7 separate regions of the Mus musculus genome follow, and regions 1, 2, 3, 4, 5 and 7 are each linked to region 6. A link is a contact called in public promoter capture Hi-C data. All regions are on one chromosome and are shown on one strand. The core of a region is the stretch at or near the end of the contact, and the rest is flanking DNA. Distances in the headings are between cores, read along the strand shown.

Evidence for each region. Promoter capture Hi-C pulls out the DNA fragments that hold promoters and counts their contacts.
Region 1: a contact with region 6 is called in a promoter capture Hi-C map of the HPC-7 cell line, with 5 times the contacts expected there. The contact joins the enhancer-like site here to the promoter of Rsad2 in region 6. A contact is called at or near these places in 5 of 39 promoter capture datasets (the HPC-7 cell line, hippocampal neurons, liver and 2 more), 1 of 115 datasets of contacts at active chromatin or transcription factors (large pre-B cells) and 1 of 9 other capture datasets (macrophages).
Region 2: a promoter capture Hi-C map of pre-B cells shows a contact between it and region 6. The contact joins the promoter of Kidins220 here to the promoter of Rsad2 in region 6. A contact is called at or near these places in 12 of 39 promoter capture datasets (the 3T3-L1 cell line, 3T3-L1-derived adipocytes, the C10 cell line and 7 more), 1 of 115 datasets of contacts at active chromatin or transcription factors (large pre-B cells) and 2 of 9 other capture datasets (bone marrow-derived macrophages and macrophages).
Region 3: a contact with region 6 is called in a promoter capture Hi-C map of liver, with 2.3 times the contacts expected there. The contact joins the enhancer-like site here to the promoter of Rsad2 in region 6. A contact is called at or near these places in 5 of 39 promoter capture datasets (hippocampal neurons, liver, pre-B cells and 1 more) and 1 of 9 other capture datasets (macrophages).
Region 4: a promoter capture Hi-C map of stem cell-derived epiblast-like cells shows a contact between it and region 6, with 4 times the contacts expected there. The contact joins the enhancer-like site here to the promoter of Rsad2 in region 6. A contact is called at or near these places in 12 of 39 promoter capture datasets (the 3T3-L1 cell line, the C10 cell line, embryonic stem cells and 7 more), 2 of 115 datasets of contacts at active chromatin or transcription factors (large pre-B cells and memory CD8 T cells) and 1 of 9 other capture datasets (macrophages).
Region 5: a promoter capture Hi-C map of pre-B cells shows a contact between it and region 6. The contact joins the promoter of Klf11 here to the promoter of Rsad2 in region 6. A contact is called at or near these places in 5 of 39 promoter capture datasets (hematopoietic stem and progenitor cells, hippocampal neurons, liver and 1 more), 1 of 484 Hi-C or Micro-C datasets (regulatory T cells), 1 of 115 datasets of contacts at active chromatin or transcription factors (large pre-B cells) and 1 of 9 other capture datasets (bone marrow-derived macrophages).
Region 7: a promoter capture Hi-C map of pre-B cells shows a contact between it and region 6. The contact joins the promoter of 2900060N12Rik here to the promoter of Rsad2 in region 6. A contact is called at or near these places in 4 of 39 promoter capture datasets (hippocampal neurons, liver, neutrophils and 1 more), 1 of 484 Hi-C or Micro-C datasets (Th1 cells) and 2 of 115 datasets of contacts at active chromatin or transcription factors (regulatory T cell precursor and thymic regulatory T cells).

What each region holds. Positions count from the first base shown.
Region 1 is chr12:25,177,698-25,180,644 of GRCm38.p6, forward strand. All of the region lies in intron 5 of Gm36287 (a long non-coding RNA gene), which reads left to right. Among named protein-coding and RNA genes, the nearest start is that of Gm36496, 12 kb to the right of the region's middle. Within about 2 kb of position 1,259, at least 62 of the 459 cell types and tissues checked have an H3K27ac peak or open chromatin away from gene starts, as enhancers often do. A contact at or near this core is called in the HPC-7 cell line and liver, where this site is marked.
Region 2 is chr12:24,973,392-24,976,365 of GRCm38.p6, forward strand. It overlaps Kidins220 (kinase D-interacting substrate 220), which reads left to right and starts at 1,541. Exons shown (of 32, transcript NM_001081378.1): 1 at 1,541-1,671. It overlaps Gm36236 (a long non-coding RNA gene), which reads right to left and starts at 2,206. Exons shown (of 2, transcript XR_381341.3): 1 at 1,968-2,206; 2 at 1-1,722.
Region 3 is chr12:25,142,137-25,145,378 of GRCm38.p6, forward strand. Gm36287 (a long non-coding RNA gene) reads left to right here. Exons shown (of 9, transcript XR_003950180.1): 3 at 1,116-1,323; 4 at 2,251-3,242. Among named protein-coding and RNA genes, the nearest start is that of Gm36287, 4.2 kb to the left of the region's middle. Within about 2 kb of position 1,500, at least 54 of the 459 cell types and tissues checked have an H3K27ac peak or open chromatin away from gene starts, as enhancers often do. A contact at or near this core is called in liver, where this site is marked.
Region 4 is chr12:25,053,208-25,056,081 of GRCm38.p6, forward strand. Kidins220 (kinase D-interacting substrate 220) reads left to right here. Exons shown (of 32, transcript NM_001081378.1): 31 at 591-827. Among named protein-coding and RNA genes, the nearest start is that of Id2, 41 kb to the right of the region's middle. Within about 2 kb of position 1,559, at least 79 of the 459 cell types and tissues checked have an H3K27ac peak or open chromatin away from gene starts, as enhancers often do. A contact at or near this core is called in embryonic stem cells, hematopoietic stem and progenitor cells, pre-B cells and 1 more, where this site is marked.
Region 5 is chr12:24,650,107-24,652,901 of GRCm38.p6, forward strand. It overlaps Klf11 (Kruppel-like factor 11), which reads left to right and starts at 1,265. Exons shown (of 4, transcript NM_178357.3): 1 at 1,265-1,460. The coding sequence starts at 1,419.
Region 6 is chr12:26,454,563-26,457,780 of GRCm38.p6, forward strand. Rsad2 (radical S-adenosyl methionine domain containing 2) reads right to left here and starts at 1,890. Exons shown (of 6, transcript NM_021384.4): 1 at 1,509-1,890. The coding sequence starts at 1,857.
Region 7 is chr12:24,830,018-24,832,882 of GRCm38.p6, forward strand. 2900060N12Rik (RIKEN cDNA 2900060N12 gene) reads right to left here and starts at 1,300. Exons shown (of 3, transcript NR_166876.1): 1 at 803-1,300. Mboat2 (membrane bound O-acyltransferase domain containing 2) reads left to right here and starts at 1,582. Exons shown (of 13, transcript NM_026037.3): 1 at 1,582-1,757. The coding sequence starts at 1,683.

The sequences.
Region 1 (2,947 bases), core at 9-2,508, 1.3 Mb before region 6:
TCATTTAGATCTGCGCTTAGGGCATTTCAGAAGCTAGTCCCTCCATTATATTTGAAGGCAAGGAAACACACGAAACTATGCATGGCTTGAGTGTGGGTCCTACCATGCTGGGGTAGTAGGGCTGGCCCCAGGACTTGGCTCTCCCTGCATAATCTGCCTGTGCTGCCCAGCTGGACTCTTGACTGCACAGCCTTGGCTACAGTCTGTTCTCCAACAATGGTCGTTGGAAGCAGTTGGCAAATGCTTTGGTTGCCTGTGCACACAATGCCCACAGTATATTATTGAGCAAACATAGTTCCCCAGTGTCTTTGCCCAGAAGTTTCTTATTGTCCTTCCCCTTCCTTAGTCTCAGCAGGGAGCTTTGTGCAGAGGAAAGAGGAAGCTCTTTAGAGCCTGAAGCCACCTGCTTTTGTGACTTAGCACAGGTCCCTCTGGTTAGCCTTCTGGGTTCAGGTTTCTTGGGATAATGGAGACGGTGTGTGTGTATCATTCCTGGCACTTACTGAACGCTGCACCTTCAGGACCTACATACTGTTTTTTCTCTTTTTTCCCTTCCATTCTCAAATCTCAACGGCTCTTTCTTCTCCTCTACCATCTTTGATAAATGTATGTCCATTCCTGATTCACCTCCTTGGCTCCCAACCTTGGAAATAAAAGTGAGCCACGTTGATACAGATCTTTTGTAAAAAAAAGTCTGGGATGGAGCTAGGGTCATTACAATTTGGAAATTACTGGTGATGACCTGAGGGGTAGACAGAACCCATTTAAATGAACCTAAACAGGGCTAAGGTAGGTGCTCATCAGAAAAGCCTTATTGGGGCGAGGGTGTGATTGTCTGGCCACTTAGCTGCCTCTTTGCACACATGATATGTACTTGGAATCTGGAAGTGACTTCTGTGTGCATCACCTGTGTCAACCCTGTCACTCTGTAAAAGTTCCTCTGAGAGACTAAGGTTGAAACAGCTGGCACTTCTCCCAGCTGCCTCTTTCTTGTGACACCTGTCTCTGGAGTCCTCTATCTCATGCTTCCCAGCATGCCTTGTCTCTACAGTGTCTTCTTACCTGGGGAGAGTGTCTTTCAAGCTCTCTGCTAGGAGCCTAAGAGCCCACTTGTGTGGTGCAGGCCTGTGTGGTCCTGGTTGGAAGTCCGGAGTATCTCCACTTTGTGTCACAGACATTGTGTCTGAAGTGTGAGCTGCCTCACAGCACCCACAAATGGGGAGTGTCTGGGCTGAGAGCCCAGCTGAGCTCTGGCTGGGAATCTGTAACTGTTGCCTCAGCGCCTGGCCCAGCACCTGTAATAATGTTGGAGGTGGCAGCTGTAGACCATCTGGGGTGACTACAGGGGAAACACGGGTGCTCAGAGGCCCTGCAGCCCCCATCTTCTCCCAGCCTGTACGTTCATTGCAATGGTCTCCTCATGCTCGTTGCTCCTCAATCAGGGGAGCTGCAGCCAGGAGGAAACTGCCTATTTAAGCTTTTCTGGATTCCTGGGCATGCTGTCCTCTGAGACAGGGGCCATGCAATGTTGCCTGACTGAAGAACCAGTCATTGATGGTATTCGAGGCTGTGGGTGATACACTCATCCCTTGCAAGGATGAGTGCACTAGGAAATGGTCATAACAAGAACTGCCTGTGATGGTGCTTCATTGTCAACTTGGTCCTAGCACTGAACTGAAATATTGTCTCATTCACAACTGAGGATATTGGAGCATAGAGCTGCTCATAGGTAAGAAAGCCAGCACCTAAGCTCTATTGGCTCTGGGATCTGACTTTATCCACCATGTTGTTCTGCTGTGCACCAAATATAGATAACAGGGGGTCGTCCTGAGCTGTAGCTTAGTCGGTAGAGTGCTTGTCTAGCTTGCATGAAGAAGCCCTGAGGTCTAGCTCCAGTGTTGCATAAACTGTGTGTGGTGGTACATGCTCCTAATCTCAGTGCAGAGGAGGTTGAGGCAGGAGGATTGCCAAGAGCTCGAGGTCAACCTGGCCCACAGAATGAGGCTTCCAGAAAAACTGAAAGAAACATTCTGATTACTTTTTGGATGTTATTAAAAGAAGAGGAAGATAAAAATGGTTTGATTTGGTTGATCTGGATTCCATAAAAGACTAAACAGTTCTTCTAAAACCACAATCCGTGTGAGGATGCATTAAGAAAGGCCTGGATACTATAAAGGGCCTGGCTTTTCTTAGCCCACGAGGAATGGTTCCTGGGGCATGGATTTAATCTTACTTGGTTGGACTCACTGGTCCCCTCCAAAGGACAAGGTTTCTGATTCTAGACTTTTTCATGTAGTATTGGAGCTGGAATTCAGGACTGCAACAGCCTGAAGGCTGACAGCCCATGTCTCTCTATCCCAGCCTGTGTTTTGGTGGTTTCGTGACTGCTGTGGCCTTCCTGAGCCCTGCACTATGTCATCTAGCAGAAGAACACACCGTCTGTTGCCTTTGTCCCGGTTGCTATGAGGATTCTGCAGGTGAACTGTGATCTCCCCGGAGCTCTTTGCAGGAATCCTCTGAGGAGATCTGACCTCTGCCTTGTTCTGAGCTCTTGGAACTTCCCACAAGAGATTAGTGCTTTAGAGTTGAGATGGCCTTCCTAGCTCAGCTGGCTCCTTTATTTTACAGAGATGTTTTCATAGAGTGTCTTGTGGACACCTGAGGCTCCCTGAGGTGCCACCAGGGAGAACTATTGTTATAAAATTACTAGCACAGGACACACTGCCTGCTTGCTTGGCTAGGTCCTGGTGTTGTGAGGCATGATCAGTAGACAATAGGCACCTTGGCCAGGAGCCCAGTGCTCTCTCGCAATCATTATGGATGCTCACTGTACGTTTTGTGGTTGTACAGCCACGATGAGCAATGACATTTTCCTTTGGAATGGCCCTGTTGGTGAGGGACAATTGTTTTAGACCTCTACTCCAAGATTAATCTATGTGTCTTGGAG
Region 2 (2,974 bases), core at 291-2,790, 1.5 Mb before region 6:
TAGGGCCAGGAACCTTCAGCCAATCTTTCTCAAATGTGAGCTGAGCCCCTGGGGGTAGCCCCCAAGGGCACAGGAACTACATTTCTGCAGCTATTTCTCTTCAGTGAGATCTTTTCAGTGACCTCTCTCACCCCTTGATAACATTCTCCCTCCCCTTCCCTCCCTTCTCTCCTTCCTTCCTCTTCTTCATCTTCTTCTTCTTCCTCCTCCTCTTGAGACAGGGTTTCACTATGCAGCCAGCCTCTAACTCACAGAGATTCCCCCTGCCTCTGCTTCTGAGTGCTGAGGGCAAAGGTGTGTACCACGAAGCCCAGTGTGTCTATTAGCAGAAAATACTGGCCAGTTTGCCCTGGCAGGGTTTGAAGGGGAAGGCAGGCAGAACAGGGCAAGGTCTGTGAGGGCACGCCTTCCAAGAGCCTCACTCCCAGGTGCTGTGGGGAACGGGCTCCACGGATGGGGGGGGCAGTACTGAAGAGTTTAACTGAGAAGTGCTTAGTGTCCTGACAGATAAGAAGAGTTCTGGGTAGGGAGAGGAGTTGAGAGAGTCGGCAGCCCATGGGGGAGTAAAAGGTTTAAAATAGATCTGAGTGATTAACACAGGAACTGCTTAGACAGTATGGGGTGATATGTGAGATAACTTTCCACTTCCTGTGGGGGTCCCACTCACTTCCGGAGATGGATCAGGAGGGAGCCTATAATATCGGCCATATTGGGGATGAGACTGACCGTGGGCAGAACTCTGGAACTCTGAATTAATTAAGGTAGGTGGAACCTGGGAAGGAGTACCATGCCTGGAAGAAGACTAGGAAATGGGTGTCAGGAGGCCCTTTGAAGGGAATATTGCCAGGATGGGGTTGCTGATGGTGGTCAGGGATCAGTTAATAGCATTTGGTGATACTTCTGCAGAGGTGGGAAGAGCAAAGTCTGGAAGGGCCTTGGGGGGTTGGGGCGGGGGGTCCTCAGCTGGAAGGAGGCAGTATGGACGTCTGCGGAGGCAGTGCATTCTTCCGATGATGGAGAAGGCAGATTTCGGACTTCTGGACCCTGGAAGGAGGAACTAAGCGACTTTCATTTGCAAAGTGGGCAATGGCTTCCAAAGTTGTAATTGTTGTTTATTTCTCTGAATTATTGCTTATAATGCCAGGTACGGGTTATAAATTAACTTTCAAAAGCGCGAATGACAGGGAAAAATATTGCCTGGGGCACCTGTGAAAAATACACTAATTTAGCTGGGTCAGCTGGGAGGTGGAGGCAGGAGGATCGGGAGCGTAAAGGTCATTCTTGGCTACATAGCAAGTTTGAAGCCTGCTTGGGCGACTTTGACTCTGTATCAAAACCAACCCAACCCAACCCAACCTAACCCAACCCAAACCATCTGAAGCCAAACCAGGCAAAGAAGCAATGTTTCCATTCCTTTAAAATAGAGGGAAGGGCGTCCAAGCCACTTCAGCACCTGCAACTCCTCCCACACTGCCCCCTCCAGGAGGCGTGGCCACAAGGAGCACCGCCCACCACACGACCACGTGACCTGTCAGTTCCTGACTCCTAGGAAGATGGCCGCCGGGCGTGGTGCGGGCATAGCTGTGTGCTCTTGGCGTCTTGTCCTCTGACAAGGTCTGCGGCGCTGTTCTGCAGAGCTGAGGGCGCCGTCTTCGGCCAGGCCGTGACACGGTCAGTGCGGAGGCGGAGAGGTCGGGTGAGGCAGAGCGACAGTGTCCGAGGCTGGGGGAGGGGGGAGGGGAAAGGGAGACGAGTCTGTCGGTGGCACCGGAGAGGGGGAGGGGGCCGGGATCGGAGGCTGGGTGCGGGGCGTCCGGGCGTCGGGCGAGGTCGGTGCAGCCAAGCGCGGAAGGCAGGCGCTCCGGTGCGGCGTTCTCCCGTGGGCACTGACTCCAGGCCCAGGCCGCTTTCCTTGTTGTCACACCCATCACTTAGTGAGTCCCGCAGCCGGTGCCCCTGAGCCTTACCTTCTTGGTTGCTTTGCTTTCCAGGGAGGAGAAGTTGTTTTCTTCTGTGCTAAATTGCCGAACCCACTGCCCCCATTGTCCTGTGCAGGCTTTTAAACGCCTTGCAAGATGCCCGCAAGCCCCCGAATAGAACGCGTCCATGTTTGCTTTGTGGGGATTTGTATACATTTTTTTTCCCTAGGTTGTCTTCACGTTTAAACCATTTTAGACCATTTTCTCATTAATAACTGTTTGTGGAGCTCTCTGCCCCCTAGAGGTGCTTGCTAAAAATGCACCGGTTTTGCTTTTCAGAGCTTCCCATTTCTTGGTGTGGGGTGTGGCTGAGGAAAAACCTCTTGGAGGTGATTCTGATGGGTTAGTCCCCCGCTCTCTTTTTGACGCTACGAAAAAACAAAGCGTCTACAGTAAAAGGAAAAGACACATAATCTATTTTTAAGGGCAGTTGGGTGTCTGGTTCAGAGCCAAGACTGGAAATGCTGTGGCAAGGTGCGTTCTTTGTTCTCAAGCTTTACAACGACAGTCAGTCAACTTGATCAGACCGACTTGGGGGTCCTTGTTAAAAATTTGTTTCTGAGCTTCACCACAGGCCTGCAAAAATGGGACTATTTGGGTCAGGAGACAAATAATTGCACACCAGTTTGAGAATCCTTTTAAACACTCTGAGAATGGTTTCCAGATTTATCTTTGGCATCTCGTTTCCATAAATTCTTTTCTCTTTTTCATTTTTTTCTACCTTCCCTCCTTCCCTCCCTCCCTCCCTCCCTCCCTCCCTCCTTTTTCTCCTCCTCCTTCATCCCCCTCTTCTCCTTTTTTTCCTCTCCCTCCCTGGTCTTCTTAATATGTAGCCCTGGTCTGCTTGGAACTGATAGAGATCAGCCTGCTTCTGCCTCCCAGGCCCCTGTGCCACTACATCATTCTCTAGTTATCAGCTCTTTAAGGGTATCCCCACAGCCCCAATCAATTCTAAGGTGGCTGGTTGGAAGGGGCACACATATGTAACGAAATGC
Region 3 (3,242 bases), core at 250-2,749, 1.3 Mb before region 6:
AAACAAAACAAAAATCTGTTTGGGCTGCTCCAGTAATCACTTTGTAACTGGTGGCATAGTGGGCCATATGTCTGCAAAGTGGCTAACTGGGGAGGTACACCCTCTCCAACACACCTCAGAAAAGCCTCTTTGCAGTCGACCAACTCGATTGTATAAATATGAGGAAGGCCAGGTCTCTGTCCTGAGAAACATCCACGAGTCCAGTCACTGTTGGCGCTAAGATGGCGGGGCTGGAGGTTCGGCTTTGTAGACTCTGTAGCCCTGGTGTGTTCCAGGAGCAAGTAGCCCACAAGATTAAGCTGAGGGGTTGCTTCTGCATCTCAGCCTGAAGGTCTGAGGCAGGCTTCCACCAGAATGAGGAAGGTTCCAGTTTGCAGAAAGCAGAACTTTGTTAGGGCTTTTGATTTCTTGGGGGAGGCTCCAGGATTCCCTGGATGCTGGCATTTCAACTCTGCACGCTGCTGTGTTTGAGCCCCTTGATTGACAGGAGTTCACAGGTGAGAGGAGCCACCCACTCCTCACTCTGGAAGGAAGCCCATTTCCAGGGGACTGCTGGCCTTTTCTGAGTAGGACTTGAGAGTTCAACTTTGGAGCTGTTGTCCCACGGAAGCCAGTGTGCACATAGAAAAGTGACAGCCCCCTTGGAGAGTCTGAGGACAGTCCCTTCTCTCTGCATCCTTCCCTTGGAGTCAGCTCAGATAATCTGAGGACATAGATCTTTCTCATCGCCTCATGTGACCAGAAGGAAGCCTGTTCGAGCTGTTACTTATCTCCTTCCTGTGGGATACTTGACAATATGAAGAGTTTATTTGGGCTCACAGGTAATAGGGGGCTTTGGAGAAATCAAGACCACCAATTCATGGTGAGCATTCAGAAGTATTTAGAGATCAGGGGCTAGGAATTAAATCTGGAGCCAGTATGCTCATCCAGAGCGTCACCGGTTTTCCTTTTCACTGTCTTTTCAGACAGGGTCTCATCAAGTTGCCCAGGCTGGCTTGGAGCCCAGCTTGGTACTGAACTTGGGATCTCCATACCTCAGTTTCCAGACTAGTTTGGATGACAAACCTGGTGGGCTGATGCCAGATTAAGTGCTGATATGTCTCTATATTTTCCAGAAAGCTTTATAATCCCCACTGACTGGCCCAGCTCTGTGCCTCAGCTAGAATGTAGCAGAACCCTGCCTCATCGGGAAGCCCAAGGAGTGAGCAGAGCCCTGCTATTCCAGTATTTCCTCCTGAGGCTACAGTTCCAGCACTCCAGGAGGAAGGATGATGTCTGGAGAGGCACAAAGGCGTTTTCTGTTCTGGGTAATTTTATGTTCAGGTACGGTTAATGATCAGAGCCAAAATAAACTACCCAGGAGATAGGAGCATCAGTAAGGACCTAAAAACTCCTCCTGTGGCCAGCAAAGGAAAGCTGGCATGGTGAGAGCATGGCTTTGGCTAGCACAAAGTCTCAGGGTCCCTGGGGTTACACAACCGGCCAGCTCTAAACCAAAACCAAAACCAAAACAAGCCAGAGGACAGTCATTACACCCTCATGTTATGAGCAGTGAGGGGAGAGGCTTGGGGGTTGCCCTGGGCTCCATCCTCTGTCTTTCTGAGTCAATCTCTGTAACAGAAGAGCCTGGCTAAACTGTCATTGTATAGTGCCAATTGGCTGAGGCTTCCTTCTCCAGGGCAATGAGAAGCAGGCACTCAGGCTCAGCAGGACTCAAGCTCTCTTCTCTAGCTCCCCCCACCCGGGGGCTTGCTCAGTTTTACTTCTTGAAGAATGTCTTCCAGCCCATCACCATGTATTTGTTCAGGGAACTGACCATTTCAGAGTCTTAGTCTATGTTCTTTGCTAGAAACTGTAAGAGTCACATGGGCAGTTGGGAACTAGTGAGGCCTCGGTAGTCCCCAGAGTACTCTGTGCAGGATCCCTACTGTATTATATACCTGGCTGGAACATTCATTGATTGGGCTGGGTTGGATTGGCCAGGCCTAGCTGCTGGAGAGATTTCCCTGTTGTGTTATATTTTACTATTTCTGAGATCCACATGATTATCTCTTTTTAAAAGGTTTTTAAAGAAACGTAATAAAATATTGAATCAACGTCTCATCATTATATACATGTATGGGATATGGTATGATAATTTAACATTCATATAACCTACAGTGACCAAATCAGCATTCTTAGGTCCTTAACAGTTATCCTTCTTTGTGTTGAGAATCTTCTAACTTCCTACTCTGGTTCTTTATAAAATAGGTAACAAGTCACTGTCAACCCCAGTTGCCCGCCATGCTGAAGACCTCTGGGCCTCGGTCCTACTTTCTATCTGCACTTGGACCTTCGTGGTCAGTACTCAATTCTACAGGCACAGGAAACACATCCACACCTCTCACCCTCTGCCTCCCGACTGCGAAGTCTGCACTTAACGAATATCTCTCTTATCCATGCAGGAGAGATGGGGGAGTTCCCACGAATCCCTGCCCAATGTCATCCAGAGTGTTAGAGGACACTCAACCCTGGTGATTCAGCAGCTCACTATGTAGACCAGGCTGGCTTTGAATTCACAGAGATCCACCTGCCTCTGCCTCCCAGAGTGCTGGGATTTAAGGCATGCACCACACCTGGCATGCTTTGTTTTTAAGTCATACCTTCAGTTTAACATGGCTGGAGGCCTGCGTTCCACCCAACAGGTGCTCCTGTGGTGTGCTGGAACTTCTCCCAGCCCCCTCCCCCTGTAGAGGTCAATCAAATGCCCTTCAGTTTATTTGAGTGTGTGTGGTGTGTGTGTTTATGGTCACCATGCAAGTGGATCTGGTTGGAAAGATTGCTTGCTTGGCTTCCTCGAGGTGTCCTTCCTCCAAGTTGTAAAACTATTCACACATAATCTACTTAAGCACACATTCAAGGCTGAGATTGGTGGTAGCCTAAGGAAGAGAAATTGCTTGATGTGTTTATTGTCACTGTCTGCAAAGGATCGGTGACTCCTGGTCATGGGACACAGAGCACTGACTGCGGATCTCTATGACTGGAATTCCACAAGGCACAGAGTTTTGATCTGTGTGGAGTTTACCCAGGGACAGCCACAGATGCTAACTCAAGTGCTTTTTGTCTGGAATTCTCTTAACCTCAGGCCAGCACCTGTCATCTTTATGGCTTTTGCATGGGCCCAGATGGGGGTAGGGGAGGGAGTGTCTTCTACAACAGTTATTTTTCTCTCTGAAGCTGCATACAAAAGTGTCCTATCAAGA
Region 4 (2,874 bases), core at 309-2,808, 1.4 Mb before region 6:
GGCCTCCACCTTCAGTGTCTGTCCTTGTCCGGTGCTCTGTGTTAGGCAACAATACACAGGAGCCACTTTAGAAAGAGCCCAGCTTGAACCCGAGCACGCCCTTGGTGCTCCTCTGGTTTCCTCTTATCTTCTGTCCACTCCCAGCTGAGGTCTCATCACCCGGCTTGTCTTCAGAAATCTTGTCAAATTGGTTTACCCAGAATCTCTTGAAAGCTGACCTTCCCCGCCCCACGCTCCCTGACTCTTAAGCATCCACTTGGTGCTGTTTTGGAGTAGAATTGTTCTATACTGAGGTCAGCGTCCCTATCATTGTAAGTCTCAATGCTTTCTGCTTGGCTCTGGCTTTCTTTACACACTCCACTTGAATTTTGGTTTTTAAGTTTTAAAAGTTGTACACTAAATGCGGATACTTCTCTTAGCATTGTTAATAGGATTAAGGTAAGATTTGGCATAACGTCACTGGACCATCGCAGTGGGCAGTGTGCTTTCTTGACCCTCTTGCAGGAACAGTACTGTCCTGTACTTTAGCGCTCTCTGAAGCCTCTGTAATGGGGTTTGACGATGCAAACAATGATTCTTCTTCTCCCAAGGTCTTAGAAATGAGAAGTGTGGAAAACCAGGTGGTCCCCGAAGACCCACGTTTTCTCAATGAAAACTCCAGTGCCCCCGTTGCTCATGGGGAATCTGCTCGCCGCACTTCTCACAGTGAACTGCCCCACACGGAGCTTTCCAGCCAGACTCCCTACACCCTGAACTTCAGCTTTGAAGAACTGAACACGCTTGGCCTAGACGAGGGAGCCCCACGGCACAGTAATCTGAGTTGGCAGGTATTTATTTTGTGTCATTTTTCATATAATTGGAGAATAAAGACTGCAGATATTCTGGTGCATTAAAACACTCATTCAGGCAGTGTTGCTTGAGAACCCAGCTGGGCAAGAGCAAGGGCCATCTACTGAAGGAGTTGGGTTTATTTTGAAGGGGAAGAAATACAGAAGCAAAATACAGAGGAAGTTAAGTTATTCAGAATTGACAGGAAGAGTGAAAGCAGTCCCAGAAGACAATGGTAGGAGAGTAAGAATGGGGGGCTGGGCCTGATGGTGCACGCCTTTGATCCCAGCACTCCGGAGGCAGAGGCAGGAGGATCTCTGAGTTCGAGTCCAGCCTTGTCTACATAGAGTGAGGATGGGGCTGTGTTAGGGTGGTTGCAAACTTTCCTTTCTTTTGGTATTTTCCTGTGGGATATGGTAATTACCAGCCAAAGTGCACCTGTATGGAAGACTAGCTTCCTGCTGTCCTACTGACACCTTCAGTTTGGTTCCCCAAGTCACATACATAGGAGCACGCACTACGCATCCCACTTATTCTTTCTCTCATGTTGCTCAGGCTGGCCTTCAACCCCAGGGCTCAAGAGATTCCCCTGCCTCAGCAGCAGCCTGTGTGGTAGGACCACAGGCCTGTACCACGTCTTCTGTGGGGATATTCTTAGAGGTGTGCAGGCGTCAGAAGCAGAAGTACAAGTGGGGTATGCGTGAGGAGGAGGGAAGAGGAAGAAGGAGGGGGAGAACCAGAGCAGTGTGCAGAGGAGCAGTGAGGAAGTAACAGCAAGGAAGCTGTGCTCTGGACGGAGGGGAAGACCAAGCCTGGCGGGTGCTCCTGGGAGGGCTTTTGTCTGGCAGTGAAAATATTTTTAATTTTCTCCATACTGTGTGCCTTAAGTGAAGAAGTCATTTTTTATTATTATTAAATACTGACTATTGTAAGAATTGCTTTACAGTGTGCTCAGTTCATACTTGGTCCTTTGGTGTCTTTGTTCCGACAGACGTAGTTCCTTTCCTTTCCAGCTTTCTGAGAAACTGCTCCTCCTTACTCCCCTGCAGGTGCTTCCTCCTGTACCCTTCCATCCTCACTGCCTGCCTGCCTGCCTGCGGCTCTCACAGCCCTTTGAGCTTAGCCTTTGTTCTTAGCCTTAGGCAGGTCTCTGGGCTGGCAAGATGACTCAGCAATAAAGATGCTCCTACAACCCAGTGACCTGAGTGTGATCCATCCCTGGGACCCACATGCTTTAAGGAAAAAAAACCAACTCCTCAAAGTTGTCCTCTCACCTACACACACACACACACACACACACACACACACACACACACACACGTAATAAAAATTATCAGGGCCCAGAAAACTTTTGCATATGTAAGTTACTATAAATAGCTAAATAGAACCTGAAAATGTTTCTAAATATTTTAAGTAATTATATACTAGCATAAATAATATTTTTATAAAAAATGCTACTTTTTCAAACAAAACCGTCCAGTGGGAATGGGAATGTTTTAACATATCTTTATGATTGTCTTCATAGAAGACTGCTGGGTCCCCAGTTGCTCCTTCCCTCACATCTCCTGAGACAACACACATACATGTAGCTCTGGGCACTCCGTGAATGAAGGAGAGAAGGCACAGACCACCATCATGTCCTGCAGAGTGCAGTTCAGGACACATGGGTCCCCTGTACAGGGGCCCCACAGCCTTTGAGGAGAGCTGCATTAGTGGGTGGGGGAGGTATCACTCCTCTAGTCTGACAGCATCCTGTGGGACCTCTTCAAGGAGACAGATGCTGTCTCCTTTCCAGAGAAAAGATGGTCTCGCCTCTCTCTGTGCCTGGGTTCTAGCCTTTCCTGTGGTCTGATTGTAAACTCTCTTGACGCTGCTTCTTTCTTCCCCTGTTTCTTTTTTCTAATCTGTACTTTTAATTGTTCATTTGTTAGCGTTTCTACAGTCTAAAGCAGCTGGTCCCTTAAAGCCCAGTACTAGAAACTGAACTTAAGTCTCCCGTCCTGATTTCCCTGGGGTCCAGCGAACCCACAGCTTCTGTTGAGGTTC
Region 5 (2,795 bases), core at 15-2,514, 1.8 Mb before region 6:
TAGGGACGTTGGATGGGGCGGAGGCATTATAGGTAAGGGTGAACACGGGGAGTCAGAAATTCAGTGTGGGAATGAAGCAAAAACAATTTAAACAGGCCCAAGTAGAAGACTAACTCCATGTGTGTTAAATGCCCCAGTAGTTAGACATGTGAATTCACCTTTAAACACTCCTACTGTTACTTTCAACAAACTCCCTTTCTTTGGTTCACTTAATTCCATTGTCAAGCCAGTGTGAAACTGAGGAATCAGGGTTGCAACTATAACCCTTAGGCCTTACCAGCTTAAGGACAGGGCTCTCTGCCTGCCTGCCTCTCTGCCTGCTCACCTGTCTGATAAAAATAGGCAGCATAATGTCCAGCTCCTGTCTGCTCATATCAGCAATGATTCTCCCAGACCTCCACTAGTTTCAAGGCTCTGCAGTGAGGCATCAGGGGGTTAGTAGAGGGGTGCCCTATTGCTGCACTGTAGGTTGGAGGTGGGCACGACATACTGCATGCATTGACCTCTGCTCTCCAAGACTTGTGATGAGTGTACATGAATAACCGCACCTAAAGGCCCAAGGGGAAAAAACGGATACTCAGGATTTGGGTCAGGTCTCACGTAGGCCTGAGGACACCCCAAGTGGGTGTCCTTTGTATGGCCACTGGGGAGGATGCGCAGGCTTCATTAGGTACATGTCGAGTGGCTGACTACACGGCTGTAGTTCTTTTGTAGCAGAAGGCAGATTAGAGTAGGAAGAGCATTTGATCTGGCGCCATGCAGGAAAAAGCGGATGTCGTCCCTAAACCCAAGCAGCTTTCAAGCCTCTTCCTGGGCAGAGATGCGGTCCTAAGAGCCAACGACAGCTTAAAAGAAATTAGAGACAGGGTGAGGCCGTCCCTGTGGGTCCCGCCTACCAGATCCGTCCACGGCGTGGGGCCAGCGCGCGACCTCTGCGAGCAGCCCCTGCGGCAGAAGAGGACCTTACTGCGGTCGACTGCCGCCGCGCCGCCGCCGGGACCTTTCCCCTACTTTCCAGGCCTCACGCCCCGCCTCTAGCCCGGACCAAAACACGTGCCGCCGCCCGCCCCGCCGGATCACGCCGCAGCCAGGCTCCGATCACGCGCCCCCCCGCGGCGCCCATTGGCCCGCTTCTTGCCGGCCTGGCGCTGATTGGCTGGCGGCAGAGGCCATGCCCCCAGCAGGGAGCGGTGTATTTTGGTTTGCCCGCGCGCCCCGCCCAGGGCCGCTCCCTCCGTGGCGCCCCGCCCCTCCCGCGCCTCCCGGGCCGCGCGGAGGCAGAGCCGCGCGGCAAGGAAGGCGGAGGTGCGCGCCGGGAACAGACGCTCGGGACACCGCCGCCCGCCGCACACGTGCAGCCTCCGCCGCACGCAGGGCTCCTGCCTCGCAGCATTGCTGCCTGCAGGCCATACGGCACCATGCACTCGCCGGGCTCCACCGGCCCCGGCGACGGGCGCGCGGTAAGTGACGGGGCTGAGCGCGGGACGAGACGGGGGACGCGGGAGGGATGGCGACTTCTCGCTGCGGTGGGGGCTGCGGATTTGCTCTGGTCCGGACAGGGACCCGGAGGCTCGGCCGGGTCAGGGTGGGGAGGGGGGTGTGTTAGCGCGGCAGCCTGCCTTCAGCTTTGTCTCTGGTCCGCTGCGGCCCCGCCCGGCGCGGCTATTTCCAGCCATGACGTCACCCGAATCCAGAGGAGGACCGCTGTTGGATGTGGGCGCGGCTGGCGGGAACTTGGGGGCGGAGTCAAAGCTGGGGCGCAGCATGGGGGCGTGGCCAAAGCTAGGGCGTGGGCAAGCGTGCTTGGAGGAGATATTGGGGGAACTAGATGGGACCAAGGCGAAGGACATGGTGAAAGCACCTGGTAGTAGTGTAAGAGGGCGGAACCGAAGCTAGAGAGCTTGGTGAGAACCTCTGGTAGGACTGTGGGGCGGGGCCGATGTAAGAGTGCATAGTGAGAGTTTATCTAGGGGCGGGGCAAAGGCTAAGCCGAAGGGAGGGAGTGTGGTGAGAGCATCTGGTAGGAGTGCAGTGGGAGGGGCTGTGGGTGGAGCCAAAGTAAAGGTATCTCAGGAGGGTGTGGCCAGAGTGCCTGGATGGGGTTACGACGGAATGAGGAGCAAGGCAATAGTGTGTCTTGATAGGCGAGTGTGCAAGAGTGTGGTTCGAAGAGGTGTGTCAGCCAAGCTTAATGGGCTGGTAAGGGTAGAGCTGGGCGAAGGGTGGAGTCTAAGTGAGAAGGGGTGTGGTAAAATGGGACTTTGCAGGCTTGGGCCCAGGGACTGAGTGAAGTCATGGCAGGGACCTCTGTCAGAAGGTGTAGGGTGTGGAGCAACAGAACCTGATAGAAATGTAGGGGGCCAGAGAAGTGGTGCGGAGCAGGTTCCTGGTGAGAACACAGTATTACATGGACTCAAGGGAACCTACGTTCGCATTCTTTCCTAGTATGGGGCTGGACATTGATTCCACTTGAAGGCTCATAATCAAAATACCCTTCCAGGAGGTTGTCTGGCCCCTATGGTCATATCTTTGCCTGTTCAGTGAAGGGGAATCTGGACAGACAGGAAGTTTTGAAGCTCAGAAAATATGTATGGAAATATGTGTCTGTAGGCTTAAGTTTCTCTTTTGGACAGGCTAGGTTCCAGTCCCTTCCTCCCCACTCCTGCATGTAAAGGTGACATGGTATACAGGAGGAGACACCTTTCCTGGACTATGGTTGAGCTTTCTCATGCTGTTCCTCTCACCTGACCTCCTCCCTAGTTCTCATAACAAGTGATTTAATGTTTCTGAGTCTG
Region 6 (3,218 bases), core at 640-3,139:
AGCAAAGACTTAGATGAGTTAGTTGGCAGGTGACTCCAAAAGCTGCATTTTTAACGAGACACCATGCTTTCAGTTAGGAAAGTAAAGACTGGCTACATTACTAAACTCCTGGTGAAAAACGACCAGACCTTGATGTAGGTCCAGTGAGATAACAAAGCTTACAGTCTTTACTGTGGGTAATGAGCCAGGATAGACTCGAGCTGAGTGAGGCAGATCCTGCTGAGTGGTCCTATGTACTGTATGATTCCATTATCACAGCACAGAATCAGGCGAGTCTGACGTGAGCATCAGAAACTGCTTGGGAGTTCCCATGTGGTCAGTGTGGTGACTGGAGGCCAGAGTGTACCTGGAGCACTGGCCAATGACTTTTCTCTTTCCCAGCTGTGCTCCAGGGAGAATTCTTGGCTGAGTGAGTCAGCTGGAAGTGCAGCTAGCATGCTTGCCGCCTAGACACATCTGCTGTGCTTCAGTTAAAGGGTAGCCAGAAAGATAAGGTAGTCTCTAGGTGAGCAGGTGTTCTGGAAAGAGTAGAAGGGCGGAAGGGAGGGAAGGAGGAAGGGGAGGTTCAGAGGAGAAGATGCTGTATTTGAACTTCACTGCTTAATGCATACCTGAGACTGGTTGATAGAGTACGACAGCAAGTCTTGGGAAGAAAATCCCATAACACACCTGTCGAAAATATTTTAAGGCTCCCATGGGGCTGGAGAGGTGGCTCAGTGTGTAATACACAGGCTGGACAGCTCTGAGAATGTGTGTTTAGATCCCCAACACCCAAGTGAACCTGAAACATGGTAGTGGGAGTTTGTACTGCTGGCCCTCCTCCTTCCAGATGGGAGGAAAGACAGGACAATCTGCAAGGATTGAATGCTAATCAATATTGTACATTAGCAGCGAACCAAAGGTAAATCCTGTCTCAAACAGGATTTGACAAGGCTAAGACTGAACTAACACCTGAAATTGTCCTATGATGCTCATAGACTTGCTGTACCCAGCAGCAGACTGAGACACATACACATGAATACACAAACTCTCTCACACACACACACACACACACACACACACACACACACACACACACACACACACACATCATGTGTACACACAGATTGTTTTTTAAAGAGAGAGAGAAGTTTCCATCAATGAATACAGATGGAACAGGGTGAAACTTCTGCCAGGTTGTTTACATAGAGGACTTGGGTCTCCACACACCCACCCCTTCCTCACTTAGTGTTTCTGGAAATCAGATTTCTCTGGGAGAACTCTGTTCCAAACACAAGGATGAATAGGGGTCACTGACCACACACCTCTGCCAACAAGAGTGAGTTCCATGGTCCTGGCCAGGCCAACTCCCAGCCTGGAGGTCCTTCCTGGCTCCCTGGTGCTCCTTTCTCATTCATGCAAATCTGCCTGTTCCCTGGTGTGGCAAATTTTCATGGAGCCCTTCCCATGCCTATCCTATGCACAACTGTCCTGGACCATCCTGGCTTCTGTCTGGTCCAGGAACTTACCAGCCTGTTTGAGCAGAAGCAGTCCTCGCTTGGCCTCCTCCAGGGGCAGCACGAAGGATGTCTTGGCTGTGTGGAAGCAGAAGCCACATTTGTAGTTGCACTGACGAGTGAAGTGGTAGTTGACACTCACGGGGGTTGTGGGCTGAGTGCTGTTCCCATCTTCCTGGGTCTCCTGGGTGTCCTCCGGCTCACCCCGGACCTGTGGCTGTTCCTTCCCGGGATCTAGCCACCCTAATGCTATTCTCAGCCAGCAGAACAGGATGGCCAGGCCACTCCAGAGGGAACCCAGCTGCTGCTGGAACAGGCTCAGCAGCCGAGCAGCTAGAGCAGTGGGCACCAGCATCCCCATGGTGATAGGCACACACCTGCTGCTGCCTGTAAGGGCTTATAAACTGTGGCCCAGCTAGCCACGCCCCCAAGCATTTGATCACTGTGTCACAAGGAGGAGGGAAACACCTCCCTTGACTCAGTTAAACAGAGTTTCTGTTTTCTGAAAATGAAAGTTGGACCAGAGCCAAGACTGAACCTTAGGACGCGCAGGCCAACTCACTGCCTTTCCTTGGCTTCCGGCTGCCCCTATAACCCCTGTAAACATCTGTCCTGATGACGCTGCAAGAATTCCAGCAGCCACGAGTTTCTGAAACAAGTTTCTTACAGACAGACATATAGCTGCATCCTTGCAGGCTGTTATTTTAACAAACAAACAAAATATTTGCATTAAGCCTCTTACAACGATTATCTATGCACACTCAACAATTTTTAAATATTCTGCTCTTTCCCCGCCCACCCACCCCCAAACAAACAAACAAAACAAAACAAACTCACCAAAACCCTAGAGTTTTGTAACTTGGTATGTTTATAGCTTGGTATGTAGCAAGTCAGTTGTATGTTGACCTTGACAGTGCCTGGCAACATTCTCAAAAGGACTCAAGACTGGTATATTCCAGGCAAACACAACAGAGAAATTTGGCAAAGTAAATTTAGTCATTTTATGTTTTTAAAACCTTTTTATTGAATACAATATAATAATACAATAATACAATATATTCTCATGTTTTCTTCTTTTCCATTCCTTCCAGATGCTCTCCACCTCCCTACCCACCCAACTTTATATTCTTTTTTAAGCTACTTTTTAACATATATTTTATTAGATATTTTCTTTATTTACATTTCAAATGTTATCCCCTTTCCTAGTTTCCCCTCCGAAAATCACCCATCCCCTCCTCCTCCCTCTGCTCCACAACCTACCCACTCCCATTCCTGGCCCTGACATTCCCCTATACTGGGGCATAGCACCATCATAGGACCAAGGGCCTCTCCTCCCATTGATGACTGACTAGGCCATCCTCTGCTACATATACAGCTAGAGCCACAAGTCTCACCATGTGTTTTCTTTTATTGGTGGTTTAGTCCCTGGGAGCTCTGGGGGTACTGGTTGGTTCATATTGATGTTCCTACTATGGGGCTGCAAACCTCTTCAGCTCCTTGGGTACTTTCTCTAGCGCCTTCATTGGGTACCCTGTGCTCCGTCCAATGGATGATTGTGAGCATAGCCATTTTAAAACTTGATTCCTTAATAATTGGTTCTTTTTTTAATGTTATTAAAGGACATATGGAGTAAATATTTCTCAAACTCCTCCATTTAAAGTTTTGCCAGTATGGTACAATGCTACAATCCTGAGAGTCACACTCTGTCTGCAGCACGTGGCT
Region 7 (2,865 bases), core at 50-2,549, 1.6 Mb before region 6:
GTTATATTAATAGAGAGGTCCAGACTTGGGACTATTTTAGGAAGTAGATTATTGGACAGGTTTGATTTCTAATTGGTCCCAGCTAGTTGGAACACAATATTAAGAGTGAAAGATCTCAATTATTTTCTCCCCATCCTCTAAAAGACTACCTTACTAGGACTCAGCTGTTCACCCAGAGAATATTAGCAGCAAGAGACTATCCCAACTAAATTCAATAACCCCCTTTTCAGAGAGAGCTGAGTCCACAGCCAGGTTTCCTGAAGCACTACTTGCCCGCTCTTACTACTGAAGCCTCTAGAGTGGTCCTTGAGGAAGTGCTGTACCTAGTAGTTGATGGCTATTCTGGAGTGGGTGTTAAACCTGAGAATGAAGAGGGCCTTGTCTTTAAGAGGTCAAAACTGGGGCTAAATTAGTTGGATCTCAGGCCCCCCCCCCCCCCACACACTGTTATTTAGCTCTTGGTTAAGTTATGTAATTTTTCTGGAATTCAATTTCCTTGCTAGATTGAGGGTGGTTACAATACCTGCCTCACATGGTTGTTGTGGGGACTCACATAAGTCTACCTTTAAAAGCAGTGTTAGCAGCACATTTAAACCCCCGCCCCCCTTTAAATATTAGTTTCCAAATCCTTGGATTTTGAGAGGACGATGCTGGCATTTTCCAGGTGTTCCCATGGCTAGTTTAAAGGGTAAGAGATCACATTTGTAGGGCTGACACACTAACTGCCCTCCTGGAATGGAGGTGTGGACACAGCAGAATTCACATCTGGCAGAGAGGCTCGCAGGCACGAAGGGATGCTTACCAGCAGCCTTTCCTTTGAGGAGGCGGGGCCTTTACATGCCGGCCGCTGGCTACCCAGGCTTTCCCTCGGGCGCTGCCCAGGTCCGACCTGTTTCCCTCTCAGCTGGATGCGCGGTGAGGGCATCGTCCCAGCGCGGCCGATCAGGCCCAGGTGGGCGGCGGGTGAGGTAGGACCACCCGGCTTTCCGCAAGTTTGGGCAGCCCAGGAGACAAAGGCACTTTCTGCTTTGGGGTTCTTGTAGCGCGTCTCCCTGAAGCTCCCAGCCCCCTACCTTTGTTCCCAACTTCCCCCGGCGCTGCAACTCTTTGTCTGGCCGCCACCCCGAGCCCCTTTGTTGTCCACCGTCACTGCCAGTGAGGGGTGGGGACGGCGCCCACCATTCCTGAGAAAGGAAGTGAGCAGAGGCGGAGGCAAAGCCGCCCTCACACGCCCCCACCAGCTAGCCTGACTCTCGGTCGCCCTCGGGCGACAGCCATGGTCGAGCCTCAGCCCCTCGCTGGGGTCCTCAGCACGGAGGAGGGGCGCGGCGAGGCCAGCGTCCTCTGATTGGCTGTGGGAGTCGGGGCGCCGCGACGCCATTGGACCGCGGAGCTGTCTGGCGCACGAGTGCGCGAGGTGGGGAGGGGGCTCTGGAAGCTGCTGGAAATCGGGCCGCCCGGCGGCGTGAGGGGGCCGCGCGGCTGGGTGGGCGGGGCGCCCAGCAGTGGGCGGGGCCACTAACTCCGCCCACTGCCCCTCCCCGCGCGGCTGCTCCGACCGCGGGCGGCCGAGGGGCGGGCGCGCCGCTGCATCCCCATCCTCGGCGTAGCTCGGCACAGAGCGAGCAAGCAAGCAAGCGGCGCCTGGCCGGAGCGAGCGGACGCAGCGCCGAGGCCCGGCCATGGCCACCACCAGCACCACGGGCTCCACCCTGCTGCAGCCCCTCAGCAACGCCGTGCAACTGCCCATCGATCAGGTACCGGCGTCCGGGGCGTCGTGCCCTGGCCGCCTCTGCCGGCCGCGGTGCCACCCGGGCGGGAGCAGGGTGGGGGCTGGGGCCGGGACCGCCGTGCCCGGCGCCCGGCGGGGCGGGGGCGCGCGGCTGGCCTTGTCCCCTCGGCTGTCGCTCCGGCTGGTGCCTCTGTGCCCACCCAGCCTCCCATCGCCGCCCGGGCGGGGGTGGGCGCGGGCGGAGGCTCGGCGACAGCCCGCCGGGGAGGGCTAGACAGACGTGCGCGCGTGCATGCTGTCGCTGCCGGGCCACCGGGCGTCGGACCCGGGAGTCCCGGGACCGGTGGACCTGGCACTGCTGCGGGTTATCGGGAGACTAAGAATGGTTTGGGTGCCGAGTGCCCAGGACACGGCGTGGATGGACGAGGCTTAAGCTCTTCTGCACTTGGGGACAGTTTGCATTGAAGTGTGGCTCAATAGACGGAGAGGCAACAGTTTGGGGGAAGACAGGTTATGAAGAGAAGTCAACGTGACTTCACGATGCTAGGGTTTCTGGTGAAAAAGTTGCAGCTGTGGATAGGAGCAGCCATCCTACCCCCTCACCCTACCCCCAGAGAAGCTTTTGACACTAGGGAAGGCTGGCATTTAAATGAGGCCAGTCGAATTTGATTGTTTAAAGGGCCTCAGGATTACTGAAATAAACAGCATTGGGATGGAGAAAGCAGCGCCATTTTTATTGAGCAAAGGAACTTTGGAAGTATGTCCTGAGAAAGGTCTGGGAAAGTTGTTGGTGGGGTATGGTTAGATAGCTGGTCTAGCTCCAGTACTGAAGGAAATTGACTTTGGAAATTCAGCCTAACATTATTTCTGATCTGGAGGTGTTTGCACTTCCAAGGGCTATGGGCTCAGCTTGAGTAGCTGCTAGTGGTATCTTAAGGTTTGCATGTAAAACACAAGATTCCTCTCTGGACTTGAGCTGGAGGTGACACCTGAGCTGAACACTGTGTGCTCCAGGCTTTGTGCTTCACTGTTTAAAATAAAATATACTGAGTTACCTCAAAGGAGGGTTAAACCGTCCTGCTCAGTGTTCTGATCTGACTTCTTTCCTTTATTCCTCTCATAACTTTTCGATT